Regions from separate parts of the Gossypium hirsutum genome. Here region 2 is linked to region 1. Evidence: chromatin contacts called from public Hi-C data. All regions are on one chromosome and are shown on one strand. The core of a region is the stretch at or near the end of the contact, and the rest is flanking DNA. Distances in the headings are between cores, read along the strand shown. Region 1 has its middle 6.8 kb from the start of LOC107909339. Region 2 has its middle 4.5 kb from the start of LOC107953740.

Region 1 (5,887 bases), core at 2,021-4,520:
TTTTTATATATTAATAAATAGACCTGAAATTTAACCTCAAAAATAAATGAATTAAATTTAAATAAAAGTATAAATAAATTAATCAAAAATATAAAATTTGGGAGGTCGGTGAGACTTTATAATAATTATTGAGTCAACCGACTCTATCTGATTCCATCAGCTAAGAGATGTGTTTGGGGGGACAAAATCGTGATGGAGGAACAGCCTCTCTCATGAGGCAAAAAGCGAAGATAGATGATGCGATATTATTATTTGTGCCCAAAACAGGATGCCGAAGGGCAATTCATAAAATAATTGCTGTAATTAATCGAACACCCTTCACCCCCAATCAATCATGCTTGCTTTACGTACATGCCTTCTTCCAGCAATCACAAACTACCAACGGAATGCTGGATTATTCCTTCTTTAATATTCTATTATCATTTGATAGTCATTAATTAAGTTAATCATCTGAATTTAAATTTGCATCATAATATTATCAAAGTCTCCTCTTTTTATATATTTTTCGAAGTATGTATCATCTCAATTCTACCTATGATTGAAGTTATAACATATACTATATGCTAGTACGATGCAACTTTATTTTTTTTATGCTATACTAAGGTGAATTTTTGTTAGAACAACAAATGTTTTCTCAACCTTGAATGTCTCAAATTAAATAATTCATAAACTATATGTGGTGTTTGTGTATGAAACCATTCTCTAAAATAATATCTTACCTTACGATATGGTGCAAGAAAACATTTTTTATTTACATAATTAGCATCAACCTTATAATATATATCTGGGTTTAAAATATGAATAATTTGTAGTTTTAATTATATAAACTTATATAAACTTATATAATATCTGGGTTACAATTATCCTAAGTTATATTCCTTTTTATAATACGTAAATTAAGTAAATGATAATATAAAATTTATAATATATTACCTTTGTAAAAAAAATGTTTTATAAATTATTCAAAACATATGTATAGAACTTCTTATAGATAATAATATATTTCACTTAACTTTAGAAATATATATATTTTTATAAATAAGTTATAATAAAAAAATTATGATAATTTTTCATGAATAAATATATTATTTTTATAATATATAGTATGAACAAATAAATAAATTATATTTACATTTGACCATAATTTTTTATAATCGGAATATTATAACACTTTTGTAATATATAAATTATCTTTTATAATAAAATTTTTTATCATAATTTTATAATATTTTAGGATTTAAATAATATAATTTTTTTATAATTTTATAAAATACATAAATTAATATAATTTTTAATTTTTAATTTTTAATGATAAATTTAATAATATTTTTAGTTTAATTTGATAAACGAATATAAAGTGATTTCCAACCGGCCCAACTCTTTTCGAACAAGTGCAGGCCGCGAACCGTCTGCGTGGCTCCGTAGGAACATATAAAGTCATCAACTTCTCAATCATCATTATCTCAATGAATTATTGGGTTCCTGACGTGACCCTTTCGGCACCAATTTATTCTGGCTTTCTTCTCTAATGTATATATGCATATATAATATGAAAACCTTAAAAAAATTGTGTACATTTTAATGATATAAAACACCCATAAAATATAGCCGGGGAATAGTGATATGCATTTTAATTAAAGAACCTCATGGTTTTAAGACTTATGAGAACTAAAATTTGTTCTTTTTCTCCTCCAATACGTTTGTTTCTTCTTCATCTTTTTTTTTCTTATAAGCTTAGTGTGATTCTTTCTTTTTAGTTTACAAATTTATATTGTGGGTATCCTTATTATTTTTATAGGTTGTGATTGACAGATAGCGATACATTTGTCACTGAAACTCCATTGATCACTAACAAAAGTGGATAGCTCTTCATCAGCTTCTTAATTTATTTCTATTTTGAGAATAATAAATAATTTCACAAGTTAGATTAAACTCGTGTTGTCTTTAAGTTTTATATATTATTTTTGCTTATTTTCCATTATTCAATAAGTTCCATTTTTAAAAGCTTTTATTTGCTATTGTAGCACATTTTTTAGTCTAGCTTATACATGTAGTATTACTTTTGCAAATGATTTTAGAGATGATTCTGTCGCCGTCTTCTCTAGTTTGGTGAATGCTCGATTCTTTTGCCGATTGTTGCCCTCCACTTTGGACCATCTGTGGTTGATTTTTTTATCGTCTTAAGTGCTTGAATTACTCTAGATACCATACTTGAGTCGTGACAAAACCAATTGGCTACATGTTATAATATTCTAATGCTTAGGCTAAAATTTTTGTTGTGTTGGTAGAACTTGTCCTACTATTGGTGTTTGCTGTTTTTTTCCCTCAAATTATATAATCCCTAGAATAATATATTAACTAAAATTTATTATTTTCATTTGACTTAAGAGTAGAATTAATTTTATTAAAATTTGAGACTAGAGATTGTTATAAACAACTAATTTAGTAAATAATGTATTTCATGCTTTATATTTATTGTTATAGATGAAAAGTTATTGTAACAAGTAAAAATAATATTAAAATCAGTTTTACAATAAACTTAACTATTCTAATAAAGTATAGTTATAAAGAGTAGTTGCTATATAGAGGAATGATCGAATTTCATATTTGTACATACTTTATACAATTTGCATTAAATTTTAATTATTTTATACATAAATTATGCATTTTTTTTACAAAATATATAATAAATCACATTCAAATTCAAGAATATCAAGTTTACGTTTTGTAGACATAAAAAGTTTATTAAAAGTCACAATTTTTAAGAGTCAATAACAATATCTATACTACTTTTAAGATTTTGATTGAGTTAGTGTCATTCATCAATTAAATTTCAATTCAGTCATGTAAAATTACTAAAATCCCCTAATTTTAACAACACAATACATTCTTAAAAAAAAGAATAAATTTATCGTTCTATATAAATTTTTTTTAAAAAAATTGTACATAATAGAATTTAAACCCAAAATATTATGATACTTACTATCTACGTATTATGGTTTCAATTAATGTTATGCTTTATTGTTGTATAAATTTTTTTAAAACAAATATTATTTATGGGTTTGTGGATAATATAGTAAATTTTATTTATAAAATGAAAACAATATATATTATTAGGTAGTGTGTAGAGGATGAATTTTGTGTGAAGTTGAAGATAATAATATTAGTCTAATGTAGCAAAAAATGTCAAATAATAATTAGTCTATTAATGAAGACAAGAGATGATGATGAAAGGGTAAAGCGAAGGGGGTGGTGGTTCAACATTGTCCGAATTGACTAAATGTCAACATCGAATGGGATAGAGCGCACTTGCTTCTTACTTTGGTCCCATGAAAATTCAAATCTTAAATAAAGACATGATTTCATTATTCATGTTTATCAAAATAGAGATGCAATAAACTCACGCTTATGGGTTTAACATATACAAATGGTTACTGTAAAGGGTAAATCAATCAGTGGGTTTTGAGATTCAACTTCACTGGTGATTAAATAGAAGCTTTCAGAATTATTGCTCAAAAAAACCCTGCAAACATGGTCTTAGTTTCTGGTTTAGACGTTGGTGCATGTTTCTTCTGGATCTACAATTTGTATGGTAACTTGGTATACTGTTCTTTTAATGGCTGGTACATGGTAATAACTATGTTTTAGCTACAAAAAGTCATTGAGAAGTGTTGATACATTGAACTAACGGATGTGGAGATGGAGAAGATTTTGGTTTAGAAGTAGAGAAGAAGAAAACAATCTCCTAAGATATCTGTAGAATTTTATTATATAGGGTTAGATCTTGGATCGAATTATTTTTATTATAATTATATAATAATAAGAAAAAGAGAATTCGCTATGTTTTTTTGTCAGAGAAAATTAATAGTTTTTTTTTTGAGAAAATTGAATGTGTTAACAAGAAACAAAAACATTAAATTCACTTTTACACTTTGGACGAATAAGATTGATGAGACACTAACAGAGGTATGCAAAAGAGATGGAGAATTTCTGTTCTTGTCACGCGTATTTTGAAAGGGTCACACCCATACCTAATCATGGACTAGGTTAGGCCTTTGCAAATTTTTAAATTTCTTTTTTAAGTTTAAATATAACTGGGTCTAGAATTCTAGTAAGCCTGATCTAAATTAAAAATATTAAACTCAACTTTGACTCAACCAGTTTATATTATTATTTTTAGATTATTTTTTTTTGTAAAAATAAATTTAAAAAATATTATATATCTAATGTACTAGAAACATTAAAGTAAATAATTCTCAATAAAATAAAAATTAATTAAAAAAATATTTATACTTAACTAACACTGAGATAATTGTAACTTAAAAATTAAATGCTTCTAAAATAATACCAAAATTGACCATAAACAACAAGAGTCATAGAAAATTCAAACAATAAAAACAAAATAATAACGAAATGACAGCAAAACAACTGATTCGGACCTGTTACATGTATCCTCTCCGCATACAAGAGGCTCGAGAGAGAAAAAAAAAAGTGAAATGTTGGCACGTGTTGGAAAGGTGAGTTATATATATCCTTTCTGTAGATTTAATTCCTCTGCTTCATCCTTTCATTAGAATATTTCTGGAAAGAAATCTGTTTTATCAAGTTCTTGAAATGTCCCTATGATCCGTGGTTTTGTAGCATTTCCTTGAGGACAGCTTAATCTTTTGGTATTCTCTAGTTGTTTTTGCAGCATTTACATTGTGTTCCACTTCTCCTTCTCTTTGTTTTGTAGCATTATTTGCTATTTCCTTTTTCCTGGATTTGATAATTAATGTCGAGAGTCGCACGAAAGTGAACCGCTAGGGTTTATCTTCATCTGCAATAGTAGATGCTATCCATTGCTCTGTAAGATTGCTTTTAAAAGATTTATTATAAATACAAAGTTTAATTGATTAAGTTGTTTGTTTAATGTGATGATAAAATCAAGAAAAAATATTATCACAATAATTAGTTGTAAATTAATTAATACTAAATTTTTTATTATCAGTAGTAAATTCGCATTTTTATACATATATATTATAAAATTGATTAGGCAATAATTTCATTACGCAATATGGATGAATTGATTAATAATTAAAAATTAGAGATGAACACAATAATTTGGTTACGTAATTTGAAAATTTTCTATAATTGTGAGGTCTTGTTTAAAGAGTAATACACTACCGATCAACTAATACAAAATATTATTCAAGTCTAATTTACTTAACAAGTTACAACCTCATTCCTATACACAATCTAGATCGCTCTCCTCAAGACTTTCACTTATTCAAAGCTTAGTTGCAAATTAAGCAATAAAAACTATTTGCTTACAATAAATTTGCACAAAAATAAATTTTTCACATTAACATGATAAGTACTCTCTCAATCTCATTAATATCTTTTCAAAATAGCCTTTGATGTAGTCTGTAAAGTGATAGATATTCCCAACACAAACTTTTAAAGAAAACAAATATCTTTTTATAAGAAAACATAATCATATTGAAGAGTCATTGCTTAATTTCTTCAAAATATGAATCTATTTAACTAAGATAATAGATCAAATTAAAACTCTTGAAAACTAACTTTACTTAATCCAATCTTTTCTTCAATTATAATCTAGTCATTTATTGCTCAAAATCATAAAAATGTAAAAATAAATAATCATGATACATTGATTAAACATACCAAAAAAAAAAATCAATTTTATAATATTCTGCGGTTTCTTTCATAGCTGACATTGATAATTGCCACTAACACAATTTAATCATTTAACATTTTTAAAATTTATCAAGACCCGTTTAACATCTGGTTTAATAGTTAATTGAGTTTTTAGTTTGATTCGCGTAGATATTATTATTAATATAAAAAATATAGACTTGAATGTATTGAAGTGTATTATATTTTT
Region 2 (5,887 bases), core at 1,013-3,512, 41 kb after region 1:
ATGACATCATCACTAAAAAAACCCTAAAAACTTTAAAAAATATTAAAAGATTATATATTTTAAAAATATATATAAATTATAAATATATAATTGTCTAAAAATTAAAAATATGTTAGAATTTTTTAAACATTGTAAAAAAAATTACTAAAACTATAAAAAAATGAAAAAATTGAAAAAATTATAAAAATATTAGAAATCATAAAAGATTGTAAAAAATTATAAAGAATTTATACAATAGTAAAAATTATTATATCTTGGAATAAAGTATACATTCACTAATCACATTTAAAATAATAAAAGATTGATATAAAAATTGTATATCATAATACAATCAATTTTTATAAAAAAAAATTGTATTTTGAAAATATTTAAATTTTAATACTTTACCAAGGTTACTGTAGCATGTTTATTGGACTTAGCTCAGCAAGTTTCCTTCAACCATCATCGTGCACGTGCTCTTTTCATTTTTTATTAAAATTATTTAATATGGTTAAACACTCGACAATTATTCTTAAAATATTGATTTACAGATAAATAATTTGTCTTAAAATAGTAAAAAGTATTTGGAATAATTAAAAATATTATTTAATTAAAATAACATTCTTTTTTATTATTTAAATAATTTGAAAAAATATATCCAATTTTATCACCTAAAAATATCTACCCATTATAAATTCTAATTGATTAAATTATAAAAAAATTGTCGTAAGCTGTATTTTTCTAAGAGGCAATATCAATGTTCAAGCTTTTGTAAATGTGATTTATAAAGTTTTAAAATATTGAAATTTCTAATTTCTTTTAAACTTCTAATAAATTTTAGTAATTTTTATATTGTTTTTTTTGTAATTTTATAGTTTTTTAATTTTTTTTATTTTTAATAAATTTGTCATTTTATAATTTTTTTATTTTTAAAAATTCTATAAATTTTTTTTTGGATGATGGTGTCATTATGATCCATTGTATGACTCATGGTAGCATATAATTGATTGAATATAACAGTTATTAATTTTTTAACATCCAAATGACTAAACTGAAAATATTATAATATTAGGGATTGAATTGAGCTAAAACAACCTTTAAAAATCAACGTGAAGAAAGCGATATACTTCAAAAACTTAAAGTGTACATTATGCCTTGAACTTTTTCCTTGTTTATTTCAAAATTAAATTTATAATATAAAACTAATTTATTCTTCAACCTTTAATACAGGGATATAATTTAACCCCCAAAAAGCATGAAACACATTGTGCAAGAAAAGGAGAGATACTAGGGAAGGAAGTTCATTTATCATTCATATATTTTTATAGATTATTAATGTATAATTTTAAATTCTATCAATAAAAACAAGATTAATTTTTTTTATTAATCTTTCCACTTCGTGAAAATTGTGGATTTAGTTCATATATTTTTATTTGATCTAATTTAACTCTTCTATTTTTTGAAATTTAAAATTTCAGTCCTACACTAAATAGTAGCAATTAAATCTTTTTGGTTACACGCAATTACTAGTTTTGTACTATTCATACAATTGTAGATTTATTTTATATTCTCTAATTGGATCATTCTAAATCTCTATACTTTTTGAATTTTGAAATTTTAGTATTAACATAAAATGACTTTTGTTAATCCATTAACTGGATTTTAGTGAGTAATATATTAAAAAAAAATCTAACATGACATTACACATATAATAAAATGTTTGACGCATTAGATTTTGGAAATAGTAAAACTTTGCTTAACGGTTTTAACAATTTATTATTTGACGAAGATTGGAAGTTAAAAATAAAAAAAAAACTAAAAATTACCCATTACTAGTCTTGTACTATTCACGCAATCGTAGATTTATTCCATATTCTTTATTTGAATCATTCTAAATATTTATACTTTTCGAATTTTAAAATTTTAGTCTTAACGTATAATAACTTTTGTTAATCTATTAACTGGATTTTAATAAAATATGAGAAAAAAATAATCTAACATGACCTTACATATATAATAAAATATATGATGCATTAAAATTTTAAAATAATAAAACTTTACTTACCGGTTTTAATAATTTATTATTTGGGGAGAATTAAAATTTTAAATTTTAAAAATTTAAAAGCTAAAATTCACCAAATAAATATACAGGAGTTAAATTCAGAGCTTTTGTTAAGTACAGTAGATTGATAACACATCTTCATGTAAGTTATTAATAATGCATATGACTATATCCTATGTCTTCACCAACTCCATAGATTAAATAATTTCATGGGTAAATGATGTTTACGTAAGAGATGAGGCCATCAGCCTACGCATGTCATGTTGCTGATATCATGATGAGCAAGTTTAGGTTATGGAAAACGAACAATAAAACGAAAAGCTTATTTTGGATTGACTTTTTGACTTTAAGTTTCGTGGATATGAATTATTTGAGAACATTCATATTGATTTTGACATGGTTTGAAAAAGTTGGTGTCGTCAGGTATCTGTACCACTACTTGTTGAATCAAATTTTAGATGCACCAGAAAAGTAAAAATGAAAATGAAACATTTAAAATGTTTTGTCCTAAACCAACTGGATTTCCACTCCATGTTTTGGTTTATTGAAATGGTCAAATTATTTGGGATCTACTAGCTTCCTTTTTTTTTTAGGTATGTTATATAATATAAGTTGTGACAGTTCGCTTGACACGTAAGTATATTTGTTACTAATTTGGAGAGTTATTAGTTATAAGTTTCCACCACTTGCTTAGTTTCATCCTACTCATCCATAATCTTTTTTAGGAGTATTTAAGAAATATGTAACTCTTAAGGGAATAACGTGTCACCACGTATGGCGCCTAATTACTTCTAGCACGTCATATCAGTGGACCGTGCCTTATATATATATATATGTGTGTGTGCGCGTGTGTGAATGAACCATTATGAGGGGCACAATAGAATAATTACTCAACAAAGTAAAATTTGTTTACTCATTGAATCCATGACTAGTGTGAATATATATTTTGAGATTAAAAATATATAATATTACTAAAAAGCATATTTAGAATGAATCTGGATAACGTTGTCTAGGCTCATTTAAATTGGGACATTTACTTTTATAGGTTTGTCTAGATTAATTCTGGAATGAAATAATCTTTTACAATTTTTTAAAAATACTTTTTAGATTTTATATATTATGGATATTTATTTCAAAATAATAATATAAAAACATTATATTTTATAAAAAATTTAAAAATATATAAAATTATCAAAAGAAGGATGCTTTGGATAAACTTGGACAAATAGATGTTTAGGTTCATTTGAATTTGGACATCTATTTGCTCATATTCATTCTGGATGTAAAATAATTTTTATAGTTTTTTTATAATTTTTTTATATTTTAAAAGATCTTTTAGAATTTATATATTTCATATTTTTTTAATTTTAAAAAATAATATAAAATACAAAATATTTTACAAAAAATAAAACTAATAAAAAAAGCGCATTTGGAATGAATCTAGACAAATAGACATCTAGATTTATCTAAATTTGGACATTTATCTATATAGGTTTTTTTGGATTTGAAATAGTATTTATAATGTTTTCTTTTTATAAAATTATATATTTTTAGAGGTTTTTTTTAATTAATGCTTCACGCATGTCATAATGTGAGGCTATCATATATTATCATATTTTTTATTGTCAATGTTACATCATCACATTCTAACGACATAACAAAAATGTAAGAAATTTAAGTTTAAGTGCCAATTAAGCCCTCAAAAAAATTGTAAATATCAACTGAATACGAGTCATCAAATTCAAGACACAAAATATATGTTAATTCTTAATCAAATAAAGACATTTTTATATATAATTAATTTTAAAAAAATACTTGCAAGGCCTTCTTATTTTGTAATTATACAATATCTATTTGTTTCATTTTTGTATAACCACAGTGTCCTCAATAGTTTTACAATGAGAGTTTAGTTATGTTTTGGGTTAAGGTGATATAAGTTCACTCTCACTTCTTCCAACGGTATATAATATTTATGTATTGATATGTACTTAATGTTATAAATCTTGAATCCGTTTGTTAGACGATTCAACTAGAAATCGAAAAATATGATAATTAAAGTATAACAATAAAATCAGTAAACAAACAAATTGGGGGTTGAATGTGGAGACATGGGAAATGAATAAAAACATCCTAATGTGAAAGTGCAATTAATGCTAGGAGGGTTTGGTATTGTTTCTACTTTTCCTCATCAAATTTACTACTTTCCAGTCTCAAAAAGTTGAAAGGTTCAGTTCATACACATGGGTCGTGTTTAACATGTTCAATAGCGGCCAGAGATTGACTGGTTAGAAAAAAAAATTATAAATTGTATTCTTATTAAAGATTTAAAATTATAAAATGTATTTTTTATTAGGGATTTGTTAATGCAATTCTATTCAACAACCTATTTTTCGGAAAGTTATGCTTAAAGAAAGAGATTATTATATAAATTTTTACAGTACAAACTTTGCTAACCAGCTCAATCTATCTAAAGCCACAAAGGATAATTGTAGCTCATCGACTTGCTAGCTGACGAGGGTTTTAAGTTGGAGGATTTAACTTACTGGATGGAAGAAGTGTCGGATACAGTGGCTAATGTGGTGGAAAGGGATCAGCAAAGGTGCAGTGTTGGGTGAGCTTCAACGTTGGTGCCGGTAACGATGTTTGGAGTTTGTAGACTAGGTTTTGGCCTTGGGTTCACTATTATTTTTTCTTAAGGGTTTCTCCTCTTCAGACACTTCTTGTTCTTCAATGTCGACTTTCATTTACAAGGATTGAAACCTAAGAGGTCTCGGTTGATCCTTTTGCTAGTTGGAGAAAAAGGAGAACACTGAGATGTGTTTTTCTCAAGGTAGTCAGTATGGTACCGGTAGACATACTATTTTTCTATTAGTATTGATATGTATCAGTATTATTTTGGTGTACTGTTTCGGAGTTATCGCTATTTTTGAAAAACATTTGATATAAGTATATTAAAAATTATTTACAAATATCAAATAATGAGATTAAATAAATCTCAAATATAAAATACTATTAAAAAATAAAACTTTAGTTGAGACAGTAAAAAAAAATTTTAAAAATGCTAGTAGCATGGGTTTCAAACCTGACCATAAGTAAATTTTAAGATTTCAAAAAATATATTCATCAATTATATATAACATTCTTTACTAAACTTCACAAATACAATCTACCATTAAACAAACTAAAAGAAGAAACAAGCAAAAAAAAAACATAAATTAAACAACAGATTATCTTATACTATGCATAACAACTCATAACACGGTAGTTAGTATTGCACTAATAGATGCATCATTTTTCTATTGGTACTGATACATATTGGTATCGGTCTATTTCAGTGTACTGTTTTGAAGTTGTCGTTACTTTTTAAAAACATTTGATATATGTATATAAAAGTATTTATAAATATCAAATATTGAGATTAAATAAATCTCAAATATAAAATAATCATAAGAAAAATAAAACTTTGATTGAGGTTGTAATTTAAAAAGAAATTGGTGGCATGGGTTTCAAAGCTGACCATATGTAAATTTAAAGATACAAAAAATAAACTCATCAATTATATAAAATATTATTTAATAAGATTCACAAATACAATCCATCGTTAAACAAATTTAAAATAACTAATAAAAAATTAAAATTAAAATATATTTTAAAATTATTTTATTGTACAAATTAATTATAAAAATAAACTTAAATTTAAAATATATTTAAAATTGATTTTTTTGGGTACCAGCCGATACACCATACTCTGGTTGGTATGGTGAAATCAACTGGTACGTACCGATACAAGCGATACCAATAGAAATTTGCACCAGAATGGAACCTAAAGTTTGTGTTTTGATTTGC

The links. A called contact is a pair of places that touch in the nucleus more often than the background predicts.
Region 2: a contact with region 1 is called in a Hi-C map of leaf, with 2.2 times the contacts expected there. The contact joins two enhancer-like sites. A contact is called at or near these places in 5 of 34 Hi-C or Micro-C datasets (fibers, leaf and petal).

What each region holds. Positions count from the first base shown.
Region 1 is chrA07:4,009,276-4,015,162 of Gossypium_hirsutum_v2.1, forward strand. No RefSeq gene overlaps it. Among protein-coding and RNA genes, the nearest start is that of LOC107909339, 6.8 kb to the right of the region's middle. Within about 2 kb of position 3,271, at least 6 of the 9 cell types and tissues checked have an H3K27ac peak or open chromatin away from gene starts, as enhancers often do. A contact at or near this core is called in leaf, where this site is marked.
Region 2 is chrA07:4,051,174-4,057,060 of Gossypium_hirsutum_v2.1, forward strand. No RefSeq gene overlaps it. Among protein-coding and RNA genes, the nearest start is that of LOC107953740, 4.5 kb to the right of the region's middle. Within about 2 kb of position 2,263, at least 2 of the 9 cell types and tissues checked have an H3K27ac peak or open chromatin away from gene starts, as enhancers often do. A contact at or near this core is called in leaf, where this site is marked.